Linked DNA regions of Pan troglodytes: region 2 is linked to region 1. A link is a contact called in public HiChIP or PLAC-seq data. All regions are on one chromosome and are shown on one strand. The core of a region is the stretch at or near the end of the contact, and the rest is flanking DNA. Distances in the headings are between cores, read along the strand shown. Region 1 holds the start of LHX9 (LIM homeobox 9). Region 2 overlaps DENND1B (DENN domain containing 1B).

Region 1 (3,461 bases), core at 600-3,099:
TATAGCTGCCAAAGTAAGGAAGAGGGGGATGTCTCCAGCTTAGTTCACTTGATTGGCTTCATTTTTGTGTGAAATTGTGTTTTATGAGCTGCATTTTGGCACCCGGAGGACCTAAACTGCGTCCAGTCTGCAAATAACATTATTTTTGACCCTGAGAAAAAAGGAGGGGAAGCAGTAGTGTCTTGAGTTTCATGGAAGAGGTCACTCCAGGAGCCTCAGAAGACAACGCTTTGGGACAGGAAGTCAGGCTGCTGCACCAGGGGTCGTTTCCTCCCTCGCTTTATTTCTGCCTTCCTTCCTTCCCCTTCTTCTCATCCTCTCACTTCTTTTTTTCTTTCCTTCTTCCCTCTCTCCCTCTCTCCCTGGCTTTTCTCCCGTCGTCCTTCTAGCTTTGGCCACAGTTCCCGGTCGGGCTCCCCCGGGCGGAGGGAAGCGGGTCTGCGGCCGGGCGGCTCTTGTGAGGTATCTAGGATGTGCCAGGACACAGGCACCGCAGTCCTGGGAAAGGCGGCGGGAAGTAGTGGGGAGCGCAGGCTGACGAAGGGGACGGAAGGAACAGAGAGCGGCCGGCGCGTCCTCCTCTCTGGGTAAAGCCGCGTTGGTTCCTGCCGCAGCGCTGTGCTTCGGACTCCTAGGGGGCCTCTGGCCGTTTGAATGAATCGACAATATCAGAGTATTGTGGACACTGTTTAATCGGGCCGGGGAGGGGCCGCCGCTGCCGAGAACAGAGGGCGACAGAACAATCCCACCTCTTGTGAGGAGCAGGTCTGCCATTCTGCTTGTCAGTTCTCACCTTCCCCTCCTCCACGGCAAAGAGTCCCTTTCACACCCTTCTGAGTGGGCGGGTGCGCCCAGTTTTACAAGTCCTCTGTCCTGCCAGGGTAGTGGGAGCAGCACGCGATGGGGCTAGCGCCCAGTCCTGCGGGGGCAGGCGCCAAGCTCCCGGGAGTCCGCAAGTCGCTTCCCATATTGGCAAGCTTCAAATGAGACATTAGAATCTCCGGCAGCCTTCCTTCAAACCTGAACCGGGGAAGAGAATAAGCCGCCCTATGGCCAAGGCGCAATTGCGTACCCGTGTGTACAGGTCCATGCCCTGTCCCCTACACTCTAATTTTCTCAAAGAAAATTGTTTTGCCAAAAGTAACCCTGAGAAATGCAGACGCTCCAAACGCCCTCTCCACTTCGGATGAAGCCAGCATCTAGTAGGGTCTCCGGCCCTCAAGAAGGTGAGGCAAAGAGATGAATTGTCAGACAGCTGCTTTTAAAAGTGGATTGAGGAAGATGGGATGGGGAGGAGAGGAACCAGCATTATCTCCACCTCAGTAAATTGCTTACATTTCTGCTCAATATTTATGCATTTCGGGTGACAGTCCTGCAGGCTGGGGATGAAAAAGTCCACAAGGAGGAAATCCAAAGTTTGAAGTTGTTATTCTGTGTGTCCTGAGCCAAGGTCTGATCTTGAACTCGGATCAAATAGGCGGGTTCTAGGCCTTCTGCAACAGGGCGGGGACAACAAGAGCTCCTTTTCCCCTTTAAAACATGACTGCTGGGAACTCTTGGAAGGATGTGTGTGTGTGTGTGTGTGTGTGTGTGTGCGCGCGCGCGCGCGTGTGTGTTTTGTGGGGAGGTAAATGCCCCCTCCTCCTGCCTCCCCGCTCTCTATCCCCCCACCCCTTTGTAATGTTTGTCCTGCTTGCCCATCACCAGGGGGTTGAGAGGAGTATGACAGGTCTTTGTTGTCTGAATAAAAATCCGTGGCAGCTCCGGGGAGAGAACTCCTCCTACTAAATTATCAAAAATGGGCTGGCTTTAGTCTCTTAACAAATTGGACACAGCTCAGGCAGGAGCAGTCCCCAACCCAATCTACAGGCACTGGGAACTTGCAAGCAGCCAGGGAACGCTGAAAATAGCACGTCTTTTTCTTTCTTTGTGTTCAAAACTATTTTCTTTCTTCACCAGATTTTGTTTTCCTCCCCCCGCTGCAGTTGTTTCCCATTAGTAACTCGATCTCTCAGAGCAGTAAGATTCGCCTTCTACGCCTCTTTTTCCCTCCGCCCGAATTGTTTGTTTTCTGCACATCTCCTTCAGGGAGCCGCTGAGGCTTCCCCCCAACTCTTCCCAGTTCTTTTTGCTTCCCCTCGGCCCCCCAAGCAGACCGATTTCCACTCCGTCTGCTTCTTCTCCTCCTTTCTCTCCCTCTTTCCCTCCATCCTCGAGCGTCTCTGCGCTCCTACAGGGCAGCCCTCTCTGGTCCCTTGCCTCCTTCACTCGGATGAGCTGAAAGCCCCGGGCGTGTGTATATGGAAATAGTGGGGTGCCGAGCAGAAGACAACTCGTGTCCTTTCCGCCCCCCAGCCATGCTCTTTCACGGGATCTCCGGAGGCCACATCCAAGGCATCATGGAGGAGATGGAGCGCAGATCCAAGACTGAGGCCCGTCTGGCCAAAGGCGCCCAGCTCAACGGCCGCGACGCGGTAAGGAAGGGCTCCGCCGCGGCGGTAGCCGGGCACCCCTGCGCCCTCTGTTAAACCAAGCCGACTCCCTGGCCGGTGGAGAACGGGGGCGGCGGGTCGTAGAGACGTCCGCTTGAGGGTGGCGGGTGAGTTTTCTCCCGTCCACCTATGCCTACAGGGCTAAGAAACGGTCGTTTTTCTGAATCGAAATGTCTGCAGCTGGCTATCCTCTGTCGCAGCTGATTCCGAAAGAGCAGGGAGAGGAACTGGGAGGAGGTGGGGTGGGGGGTGGTGGCATTCTCTTCTACAGACCTCAAGGTTCCCTTGATTCCGGGGCAGGCGTCTCCCCGGCGAGGATCCGCAGCTCCGAGGGCAAGCTGGGCGCAAGCAATAGGAGGACGGCGCGCTGCCGAGGCGTCCGAGCCAAGCAGGAGCCCAGGTGGCCTTAGTCTCTGGGCCTGATGACCGGACCTGTGGAGTAGATTCGGACGCGACTGGGTCATTTCCAGTTCTCTAGACGCTCGGGGCTTGGGACCCCTAACCGAGAGAATCTCAGGGTTTCTGGCATCCCGACTCAGTCCCTCTAAGGAGACAGCACTACGTTTAGCGCCAGGACCGGGCGGGTGTCATGTGTAGGGGGAAATCAAATAAAACATACGGAGGAGCGCGGCACCCAGTCGAAACGCATGAACTTTATAACCAACCCTTAAACAAGCTAATCAACTACCACTGTTTCTACTATCCATAATAATAAAGTCATGTCCTCTTAATAAAGAAAACTAATTACTTATCTAAGCGCTTCCCTTTCCAGATTACTAACGGGGGGGGGACTACAGAAGTCTCCGGAAATTATTTCGGCCAAACATAGCTGTGTAGATCCTTTGGTACCACAGTAGGACTTGTAGCCCAAACTAATCAGGAGACTGCTCTAGCCCTTATCAGCTGGGTTTTGGGTCCGGCCAAGTAGCCCAACTGGTGAACGTGTCTATATTTCTAACACTCATTCAG
Region 2 (3,461 bases), core at 589-3,088, 380 kb before region 1:
CTTTTTTTGATTTACAATCACTTTTTTTCTTGGTCAAAAGTAAGTGGTTACTTTCCTCTATAAACACTGAGTACACCATTTCTTTCCTGACCAGTAAGGCAAACTATTCAATAGATAGTATTTTTCCAAAGATCCCAACAAGTATACAGTTTTCCGAAATCTATTACATCATCCGAACAAGAAACACTGTATTTAATTACATTTATTTTATTCCCAGAGTCCAATGAATTCCTATGAATAAAAGTGTTTCATAAATACAATACTATAAACCACACCCTACTAGGTGTGGACATCCCATCTTTTCTTATGCTTAGGAACTAAGTAATTTAAGAGAACCTAAGATATTCTTTTCTTATAAGTTTCACAGAAAATTACATCTGTAGCATTTTAAAATATGACATTTATTATATATAAAAATAAACTATTTGATTGCTCATATTTTTAAATAAGATGCTAACATATTGAGATTTCTCTTAAGTCCCTGTTCAATCAAAACATGGCTTTGAAATGCTTTACTTGTAAGTCTCTGCATGCATAAAAGTATATATGACTTCTGAGCATATTTTAAAATATAAAAGTATGTTACTCATCAACTATAAAATGAACTCATAGCTATTGTGCTATGTTCCACAAATCCATTAGAATGTTTTATAAACCATTAAATACATAAAGATTCAAAAAGACAAAAAGTTTCATTTTTAAGTGTGATATCACCTTGTATAATGGATAAAAATATAAAATCACAGATTATATTTTATGCTTAAAACATTCTTATTTGTGCATTCAAAAGATAACTCTTTATACCTCAAAACTATTAGTCTGTATGTGACTATATTAAGTAAAATAAATGTCCACCAGTTTAATAGTGCTTGGTCTAATAGTAGAAATTGTGACTATTAAACATATTTCTATTTGTAAACACTTTATTTGGGTAACATTCCAAGTGAGAGTATTTATCAACAAGCATACTGCTTTGTATCACACTGCAAATGAAAAACAACTTTCCACTCATTTTCTCATGCTGTTTTTACATAATTAACTGAAGGTTGAAAATCTAAAAATATTGCTATTTTTCCCGACATGAAATAGTTAAGAGTCATATATATATATATGTATATATGTGTATATATGTATATATGTATATATGTGTATATATGTATATATGTATATATGTGTATATATGTATATATGTATATATATGTGTGTATATATATGTGTGTGTGTACACGCGCGCACGTGTGTGTGTGTGTGTGTGTGTGCATGTGCGTGTGCCAGGGTTTTAATAGGGCTTAACAACAAAAAGCTTTAGTCCCCCACTTTCCCTAGGTTTTGTTGTGGTGATTTTGCCTTGCTTAGGGCCATCCATCTGTTAATGTTGACTTGTAATACAGCTAAGCTCTCATGCTTGTTCACTAGTATAGTTGAGGTGTCTGTGAGTCTCATGAAGACACACAGAAACATACACATTATAACTGCTAGACTAAGCCACGCATGGCTAATATGGAGCAATATCTCAGATATATATAACTTTTACATATTATTTAAAGAAATTTCTTATTCTTAGAAAAGAAAATGTTAGTAAATGTTTACAAGTAAGTATTTTTAAACATAATCTCAGATTACAGATTTATGTTATCTTATATTTTTCACTAAGTCTCCAGTATTCTATTCTAAAATAAAACTGATGAAAGAACATAAGTACATAGGATTAAGACTGTTCTGCACCATGACCAGTGGCTATATTCTCAGTGGACTCACTGGCCCTGTTTTCAATAAAACCAGAGAAGGATCCTTTCCCTGGAGTCCTGTTAGGCTGGGGCTGCTGTTGGAACTGTCATCTTTACACAAAAGGGAAAAGGGTTGGGTTTTACAAATGTGGAGCCTAATTGGGAGATCTTCATGGCTGTACCCTTGACATTTATTTAAGCCTCATCAACAAAACGAGCAACAGCCATACTAATTAGCAGACCAGCACACAAATTACTATTTGTTGGATGTGGACTATAGATTCACAATCTATTCCAAAGATAAGCTAAATAATGGAAAACAGGTTTAAAACACAGGCTTAGAACTTTGTTCTTTTCTACAGCACACAGATTGTAAAACTTCATAATGTTTTACTTTAAAATACATTCTTGGAATTTAAATGATCATAATCCCATTTTCATCTTTTGAAAAACAGATGAAAATAAAATCTCTCACTGACAAGTCTAGCTGGAAACTGGAAATGTAAAGTTCTTTAGACAACTGAGATCCACTTCTGAAACGAATAATCAAATGGACTAGGAATAGGATGAGTGAAGACTATACTCAATTTTACTCACAATAAAATGACATACTCAAGGTCTTATAAACTTATAAATAAGATATTTCTTGGTACAATAAGTTTTATATTTCTATTCAAGTCAATATACTGGGATCTATGGTCATCCCTACTTAGAATGAAGATGGATAATTTTAGGAGTCCTAACTACTTTAGTGATTAGAGATTATTAGTGATCCTGGACTATAACTACCAAGAGAGAAATCAGTTGGTGCCACTGCTACAGAGACCTGGAGTTCAAGATATATGATATGGTAACCATAAACAAACAGCTACCGATTATCAAGTACTTATTATGTGGCAGATATTTTATATACATTATTTATAATGCCTATAGCATCCTGGGAAAATAACTTGTATTATTATTTTACAAATGTAAACATTAAGGCTTAGGGATATTTTGTTTTGCTCAATGTTAAATCCTAGTACCTTTTTCAAAGTTAAGTTCTGTCTGGCTCTAAACTCCATATCCTTATTTCTAACTATCCCTCTTCTACAATCACTCCATCCAACATAAAGGCATGACAATAGTGGTTAGGTACCTAAGTTCTAGAATCAGTCTGCCTGCTTTTTAATTCCTATTCTGCTATTTATTACTTGTAGAACTCTGGGCACATTTATTAGTCTCCATTTGTTTCTAAATCTGAAAAACGCGGATAATAATTCTTGCCCTGACTGGATTGTTGGAAGTTTTAAATGAATCACGTAAATACAAACATACACAGACAGCCTCACTGTTATCACAAAACTGTCCATCTTTCCCAGGTCTTCTGAGGCTGCTCTAGTGCATTTTTCTACTATTTCAACTGTATAAAAATTGAAGTTTGAAAAATAGTAGTAGGAACATGAAAATTATCTAGATTACAAAAATCACAAAGGTCCCTGCAGAAATTTGCCTTTAGGCAATTAAATTCACCACATAACAAATCTTTTAAAAGAATTTGGGTACTTGAGCCAGTTCTAACATGACAGTGATGCTACTCTTCAGTAGCCTTACAGTAGGAAGAAAAGAGTGTATTTTATTTCCACTTGTACCTGTTTTCACCTTTTTTAATGAGGTTCAACAGCTAGTAAACTAAGCTGTCTTTGAGAGAGGTATTAATGAGACTAAGCATTTCAAATAATAGAAACAGCACAG

What was found. HiChIP or PLAC-seq counts read pairs in DNA pulled down with a chosen protein or histone mark.
Region 2: a contact with region 1 is called in an H3K4me3 HiChIP or PLAC-seq map of stem cell-derived excitatory neurons, with 11 times the contacts expected there. The contact joins the enhancer-like site here to the promoter of LHX9 in region 1. A contact is called at or near these places in 4 of 7 Hi-C or Micro-C datasets (blood, induced pluripotent stem cells and stem cell-derived neural progenitor cells), 1 of 1 datasets of contacts at active chromatin or transcription factors (stem cell-derived excitatory neurons) and 1 of 1 other capture datasets (stem cell-derived neural stem cells).

Annotation. Positions count from the first base shown.
Region 1 is chr1:51,185,445-51,188,905 of NHGRI_mPanTro3-v2.0_pri, reverse strand. LHX9 (LIM homeobox 9) reads left to right here and starts at 1,849. Exons shown (of 5, transcript XM_009440355.5): 1 at 1,849-2,474. The coding sequence starts at 2,301.
Region 2 is chr1:51,569,213-51,572,673 of NHGRI_mPanTro3-v2.0_pri, reverse strand. All of the region lies in intron 20 of DENND1B (DENN domain containing 1B), which reads right to left. Among named protein-coding and RNA genes, the nearest start is that of DENND1B, 240 kb to the right of the region's middle. Within about 2 kb of position 1,838, at least 3 of the 24 cell types and tissues checked have an H3K27ac peak or open chromatin away from gene starts, as enhancers often do. A contact at or near this core is called in stem cell-derived excitatory neurons, where this site is marked.